Regions from separate parts of the Mus musculus genome. Here region 1 is linked to region 2. A link is a contact called in public HiChIP or PLAC-seq data. All regions are on one chromosome and are shown on one strand. Each heading gives the region's core, a stretch centred on a gene start, on an enhancer-like site or on the middle of the called end of the contact. The rest is flanking DNA. Distances are from core to core; before and after follow the strand shown.

Evidence for each region. HiChIP or PLAC-seq counts read pairs in DNA pulled down with a chosen protein or histone mark.
Region 1: an H3K4me3 HiChIP or PLAC-seq map of bone marrow-derived macrophages shows a contact between it and region 2, with 4 times the contacts expected there. The contact joins two enhancer-like sites. A contact is called at or near these places in 19 of 39 promoter capture datasets (the 3T3-L1 cell line, 3T3-L1-derived adipocytes, the HPC-7 cell line and 10 more), 2 of 15 datasets of contacts at CTCF or cohesin (embryonic stem cells and pro-B cells), 3 of 484 Hi-C or Micro-C datasets (CD4 T cells, CD8 T cells and bone marrow-derived macrophages), 14 of 115 datasets of contacts at active chromatin or transcription factors (astrocytes, bone marrow-derived macrophages, cardiomyocytes and 6 more) and 4 of 9 other capture datasets (adipose tissue, embryonic stem cells, liver and 1 more).

What each region holds. Positions count from the first base shown.
Region 1 is chr6:125,601,682-125,604,965 of GRCm38.p6, reverse strand. Vwf (Von Willebrand factor) reads right to left here. Exons shown (of 52, transcript NM_011708.4): 14 at 1,447-1,642; 15 at 621-836. Among named protein-coding and RNA genes, the nearest start is that of Vwf, 50 kb to the right of the region's middle. Within about 2 kb of position 1,570, at least 165 of the 459 cell types and tissues checked have an H3K27ac peak or open chromatin away from gene starts, as enhancers often do. A contact at or near this core is called in bone marrow-derived macrophages and hematopoietic stem and progenitor cells, where this site is marked.
Region 2 is chr6:125,332,966-125,335,905 of GRCm38.p6, reverse strand. All of the region lies in intron 3 of Scnn1a (sodium channel, nonvoltage-gated 1 alpha), which reads right to left. Among named protein-coding and RNA genes, the nearest start is that of Scnn1a, 13 kb to the right of the region's middle. Within about 2 kb of position 1,340, at least 41 of the 459 cell types and tissues checked have an H3K27ac peak or open chromatin away from gene starts, as enhancers often do. A contact at or near this core is called in bone marrow-derived macrophages and hematopoietic stem and progenitor cells, where this site is marked.

The sequences.
Region 1 (3,284 bases), core at 321-2,820, 270 kb before region 2:
AAGATTCTGTCTCCCAGTTGTCTAAGCCTGGACACTAGCCAAATGTCTCCAGAGGAAAAACAACAAAACAGTAAGCAGGGTTTAACTGCCCAGGGGACCACGGTGCAGGAGCAAAGACCATCTTTGATGGCAGGAATCTACCACAGCTTAGGACAGATGCAAATTCAACTAGAACAATGGCATTATTCAATGCTGCATAACTTTATACGATGCCAAAGACCGTGGGCCAGGTCCCACGTCTGCCTTGCCTGACATTACAAGCAAAGGATTCCAGCATTCCAAACTCACACCACGGCATGCTCATACAAGGAATGAACACTAGGTGGCAGCATTTACAGGCACTCTCAGCCAGGCCTATGCAACTCCAAAGTCCATGGCTTCTGTAAGGAGTTCCAACTTACTTTTACGCAGGAACCCACCCCATTACCAGCCAAGAGCAGAAGGCAGGAGAAATGGCTGCAAAAGAACTGTAGCCCCAAGTTTGTCACTGGGGCCTGTTTCCAAATGAAATTATTCAAAGAAAGTACCTTTGAAAAGGACAGGTGGACCCAGACCCACAAGTTGTCAGAAGAGTTTGAATTGATTGCCTAAAGGAGGTTAACTGGTTATGGAGTTCTCACCACAGAAGCCAGGCTCCCGCCACCCGATGTGCACGCCTTTTCGGGCACACTCGGCAGCATAGTTAGCTACTGCGTTACACAGGCAATCCCGGCTGTCGGAGCAGGAGCAAACATCATAACGGCAGTTCTGCAGATAGGGCAGAGGGCTGACTGCGTGGTGGCAGGCCTCGAACTTGGAGGACGTCAGGAGCGCACAAGCCTCCTCTGCAAACCTGGCTGTTGAAGAGAAAGGAGAGCCTGTGCAGAACAAGACGTGGCCCTGCCCGTTCCTCTGGGGCCAGCCTCAGGGACTCTAACATCCATACCTCACCCCACCCTCTTCCCCACAAACAAAGCCAGTTCCCTTTTCTGTTGCTACCAAAATTAATCTATCTGGCTCTGGCTTCTGGTGCCAATGTACAGTTCTGCGTTTGGCTCAGTAACGGGTAAATGTGCGTTCCCCAAAGACCCACTGACCGGAGACGGTGGTTAGAGTAGCAGAAGCTAGCAAGAGCAGAGATGTCGCAGCACCGTGTCCACACAGGGTCACTGCAGCGCATCTATCATACAAGTCAACTTTAAGCTCCCACACCCACCGCTGCTCTAGACTGGGTCTTTTCCGGGCCAGAAACGACCCAATATTCTATTCTTTCTTGGGATTTCACCCATGGATGGAGGGTGTTCAATAAACAAACTTTGAAAAGGAAATGAGCCAAATGTGGATCTCAACGGCCAGTGGTCAAAATAAAGGCTGGGCCAATGGCTCCGCCTTTGCCTTCCCTCTCTCTGTGTCCCGTGGAATGCCTGCCTGGACCACGGGAGACCCCGGGGTCTGCGGCTCACATACTCAAGCGTGGATTCAGGCTGCAGGGGTCGCTGTGTTGCCTGCGCAGGTCCGAACAGTCCCCTTGAAGCTTCCAGGCGTTTCCGAAGTCTACCACCAGGGGCTCCACCAAGCCGGCCGGCGTGAGGAAGTCGTCTCCCTTGTTGCCGTTGTAATTCCCACACAAGCCACAGGTCTTCCCAGAATAGACTGGGGACAGCTGCCGGAAGAAGCCGGGCCTTGGAGCAGCTGTCCCCCAGTGCCACAATGGTTCCACTTAGTTAATGAGATCATTTGCACCAAAAAATTTCCCCAGGTGAAAAATTAATGTCAGGACGACTAAGTCCCGGGCTGCGAACTGGAGGACCACTGCAAGCTATGCAGCTAGGTGTCGTGCAGCTGGCTGTCGCTCCTCAAAGAAAAGTCAGCCAGAAGGATTCTAGGAATTAGGGGGAGAGAGAGAAGAAGAAGGAGGGGGGGAGGGGGAGGGGAGGAGGAGGGACACAGGGAAAGAGAAGAGAAGGAGGAGGGAGATAGGGAAAGAGAGAAAGAGGGAGAAAGGGGGAGGGAGAGAGGGAGGAAGAAGAGGGGGAGGGAGGGAGAGATTGCCTAAGATCCCATCGAGGGTGACACGGCTGGAAAGAGCAAGCAACTTGAATCCCCCAGACCTTCGTGCTCCCTATGTCTGTGACTAAAGTGACTATCAACAGACATGGGCTAAGCAACAGTGAGAGAACATGCAAACTGTTCGTTGGACAGATATTAGTTACAAACAGACAAGGCAGACTGAGGACGGTGTAGTCCAAGCCCCCAGGAGCTTGTGTCTGGTGTCCAGGAGCAACACCTGTCTTCTAATCTCCTGCTGAGGACACCAGGAAGGAAGCAGGGCTCAGATTCTATCCCCTTCTCTCAAGGAAGCAGGGCTCAGATTCTAGCCCCGTCTCTCACTCGCTGATCAGACCTCAGCAGTGAGCCATGATGAGTTTGACCCCAAAGTGCACACTCAGGGCCAAGCAGTGGTGTGGAGGCAGCTTTTTCCCAGGACAGCTGGGGCGCCACTGAATTCCATGGTGCAGATTTGAAGAACTGGTAGGGACCAGACCCCAAGAGTCCAATGATAGCTCTGTGGGTAATCAGTGAAACCAGGTGGTCCCCGCACACCCCCCATCCTGATGATCCAAAGTCTCACAGGTCAGGCCTGAGTCCCCGTAGTCATCTTGGAAGCCCCTTCTAGCTCCCAGCTGTGACTTAACAAGGTGCATGTGGAAGGTTCCAGACCCACAGACATACATGCAACTAAGAAAGGTGGGCAAATGGCCTTCCTTGTTTGTTTTACAAATGCCAAGTCACACACACACACACACACACACACACACACACACACACACACACACAAGGCAATCAAGGTCTTTTCCCTGACTTTCCAGCTTAAAACTAAAGCACACTGCTGTGACCTCGGATGCTGTTTCTCAAAGCCATGAGGGTCTTTCAAGGTCCTTCCAGACTGAATATTTCCATAATTCCATGATCTCGTTCTTGTCTGTCCCTTCTCATTGCCTTACAAGCACACAGTGGAATTTTCCAGAGGCCCTGTGATCTGAAATGCTGTAGCAGATTGATTGCAGAAAGAGATATGAGAATCCAGCTGTCTTCTATTAAATGAATCGTTAAGGAGATCTGCAGCCATGTGCGGCCATGGTATTTTTCTTGCTGCTTACTTACTGTTGTCTCCTGATCCCCGTCTAACTTATTTTTCAAGGGAAAAGTACTTACAAATGTCTGTTAGGAAACAAGGTTTAGTATTATGTTATAAATGAGTTAAGTGCTTTAATGCCTCCGCGTTAACATTTTTTCTGTCTGGG
Region 2 (2,940 bases), core at 91-2,590:
AAGAAGAAAATCTCACCTAGGCGTGGTGATGAGCTCCTGTGATCTAGCACTCGGAAGGTTGGTACAAGAGCATTGTTGCCAGTATGAGTCTACTTGGGGCTACACACTACATAGCGAGTTCCAGATTAGCATGGGATAAGAATGAGCCCTTGTCCAAAAAAGGGGGCTCTAGCGTGCAGCTCCTTTTGAGTAAATTCTAACTGTAGCAAACAGTAGAAAGAAAGCCAAGCAAGGTCTTTACTCTCCTCCTCTGACAAATGAAGACCACATACACAGGTAGGACAGAGAACTGAGGGCTAAGTTAAAGTATCAGTACTTAGTGAGCTGTATTAGCTTCCCACTAAGGTGGTAGGGATTGGTTACGTTGCCTAAAGGGATAAAGGCAAACAGACAGGTGAGATGGCCCAGCTGGGAAAGGCGCTTGCCACCAAACTTGCCGCCTTAATGGTTGAGAAAGACGACTCCTGAAAATTGTCTTCTACCCACTCACATGCACAAATACAAACAAGTAAGGGTAGTTTTGTCTGCTTGCTTGTTTGTTTGTTTGTTTGTTTGTTTATAAGGTAGACAATAACAAGCAGAGGTTGTAGAAAATGTAGATCCCTCAGGGTTGCTGCTGAGAACATAAAGACCTGTATCCCTGGGCAGAGTCCAGCAGCCTCCAAAATGCTAAACAGCTCTGTGACCCAGCACTGCACTCTGGGTGCATTGCAAGCAAAACCAAAACATTACCAGTATAAAATCTTACTCAGGCTCATAAAGGCCAAAGAGTAGGCATGTTCATGTCAGAAAGCTGTGGTGTGTCTGTACAACACAGCCCAGTGTTAATTGCTCATATGTGAGTTCTGACATGTGTCAGCACAGATAAACCTGGAAAACATATGCTAAGTGAAAGAAGTCACCAGTCACAAAAGATACTATATGTGTGTGTGTGTGTGTGTGTGTGTGTGTGTATATATGTATATATGTATACACATACACACATATATACATACATATACACACATATGTATATACCTATATACACATACATATGTATACATATGTGTGTATATACATATGTGTATATATACATGTATGTGTATGTGTGTGTGTGTATATATATATATATATATATATATATATATCCCAGAACCTAATAAATGTTAGACGATCAATCTACTACTGAATTGCATTACTAGCCCTTGTGTGAAATCCCCACAAAGAACAGTCCATTGAGACAAGAAGGCAGATTAGTGGTTCCCAGGGCTTGAAAGGGATGGAATGGGGAACTGCTAAGAAGTAAATGGGTTCCTTGAGGGTGGGTGAAAAAAATGTTCTAAAATTAGATAATGACAGTAGTTGCACAACTCTAAACATATTTAAAAACCACTAAAGTGTCCATATGAAAGGGAAGACTTTAACTACGTGTCATTAAGGAGAAGATTATGTCTGAGGACAGAGCTCAGCAATGGAGAGCTTGCTTGCATGTTGTGGGCTCTGGCTTTGATCTTCAGAACAAAAAAACAAAAGGAGAAAGAAATCCAAAAGAGAAGAGGAAGGAGAAGGGGAGGGTCCAGGAGACCACGAAGGGAGGGAAGAGGGTCCAGGAGGCCATGAAGGGGAGGGTCCAGGAGACCTCAAAGGGAGGGGGGAGGGTCCAGGAGGCCATGAAGGGGAGGGTCCAGGAGGCCATGCTAAGGAAGTGTAGTTAGACTCAGCAAGCCACAGGAGACTGCAGAGGATTTTAATATATTGATTGTATGCGTGTGAGTGCTCTGCCCACTTGCACATCTGTGTTCCACGAGCATGCCTGGCACCTCTGGAGGCCAGAAAAGGGTATCAGGTCCCGTGGATCTGGAGTTAGGGACAATTGTGAGCCGAATTATGGGTGCTAGGAACGGAACCTGGGTCCTCTGCAAGAGCAGCCAGCGCTCTTAGTCTGAGCCTGCGGAGTCTCTCCAGTTCCTACTTTGGAGGATTTTGAACAGGACTGACTGGAATAGTTAATATCACAAACGTACGCTCCCTGCTACGTTTCAAATGTGCCTCTCAATTCTTGGGTTGGAAAATTACTTCCCAATATGTTGGAGATGGGATCCAACAAGAAGAGACAGGACCATGGAGTGAATCCTCATGAGCGCATCCACGGAGTCCTGAGAGGGTTAGCTATGAACACATGGACGTTTGCTGGGTCGGCCCGCCCTTCCTGACCCTCTTTCCCAGACTCACTTTCCCTTCCCCTTTCTGCTTTGTTACGCATGGGAGCGTCACCAGGTTCCCGCACCAGGCTCTCAGGCTTTTTAACCCCTAGTACTATAAGAATGAGCTTCTTCTTCTTCTTCTTTTTTTTTTTTTTTCATAAACCAACCAGTCTGTAGTATTCTGCTATAGCAACAGAAATAGACAAAGACTTCTGTGAAGAATGAAGGGAAAACTTGGGGGCAGAAAGTTAGATAGTTTACAGAGTTGTCCCAACAGGCCTCGTGGGAAAGGAGATGACAAACTGAGGACCGGACCTGCATGCCAAGACTAAGATAAACAGTGGACTTGGGGGCAAGGGAGGCAAGGGCTTGGAGTGGACAAAGGTGGGAGATAACAGGGAGGCTTGGCAACAGGACAGGTACTGCTGGCCTAGGCTTAGCTGCCTCGCTTCCCAGCTGCGACTGTTTATCCCCAAACAAACAAAGAACAGGACCAAGCCATGGGATGGGCATGTGAGCACACAGAGTGAAAAGCCAGAGAAGCAGGTGACACCTGGTCCTGCTGCCACTCTCGGGTGGCACTGGAGGGAAGGGTCCCCTGTAGAGACACCGCCTCAGTGCCAGCCAGAAGCAAGAAGGTGGCCCTTGAAAACCCGGGAGCAGAGGTGGAGGAGAAAGCAGGAATATGCAGCCAGAGGCTACAGAAGGGAGAAGGAAGTCCCTCACTTCCCTCTTGTATCAGCGCTTAGAGGGCCTG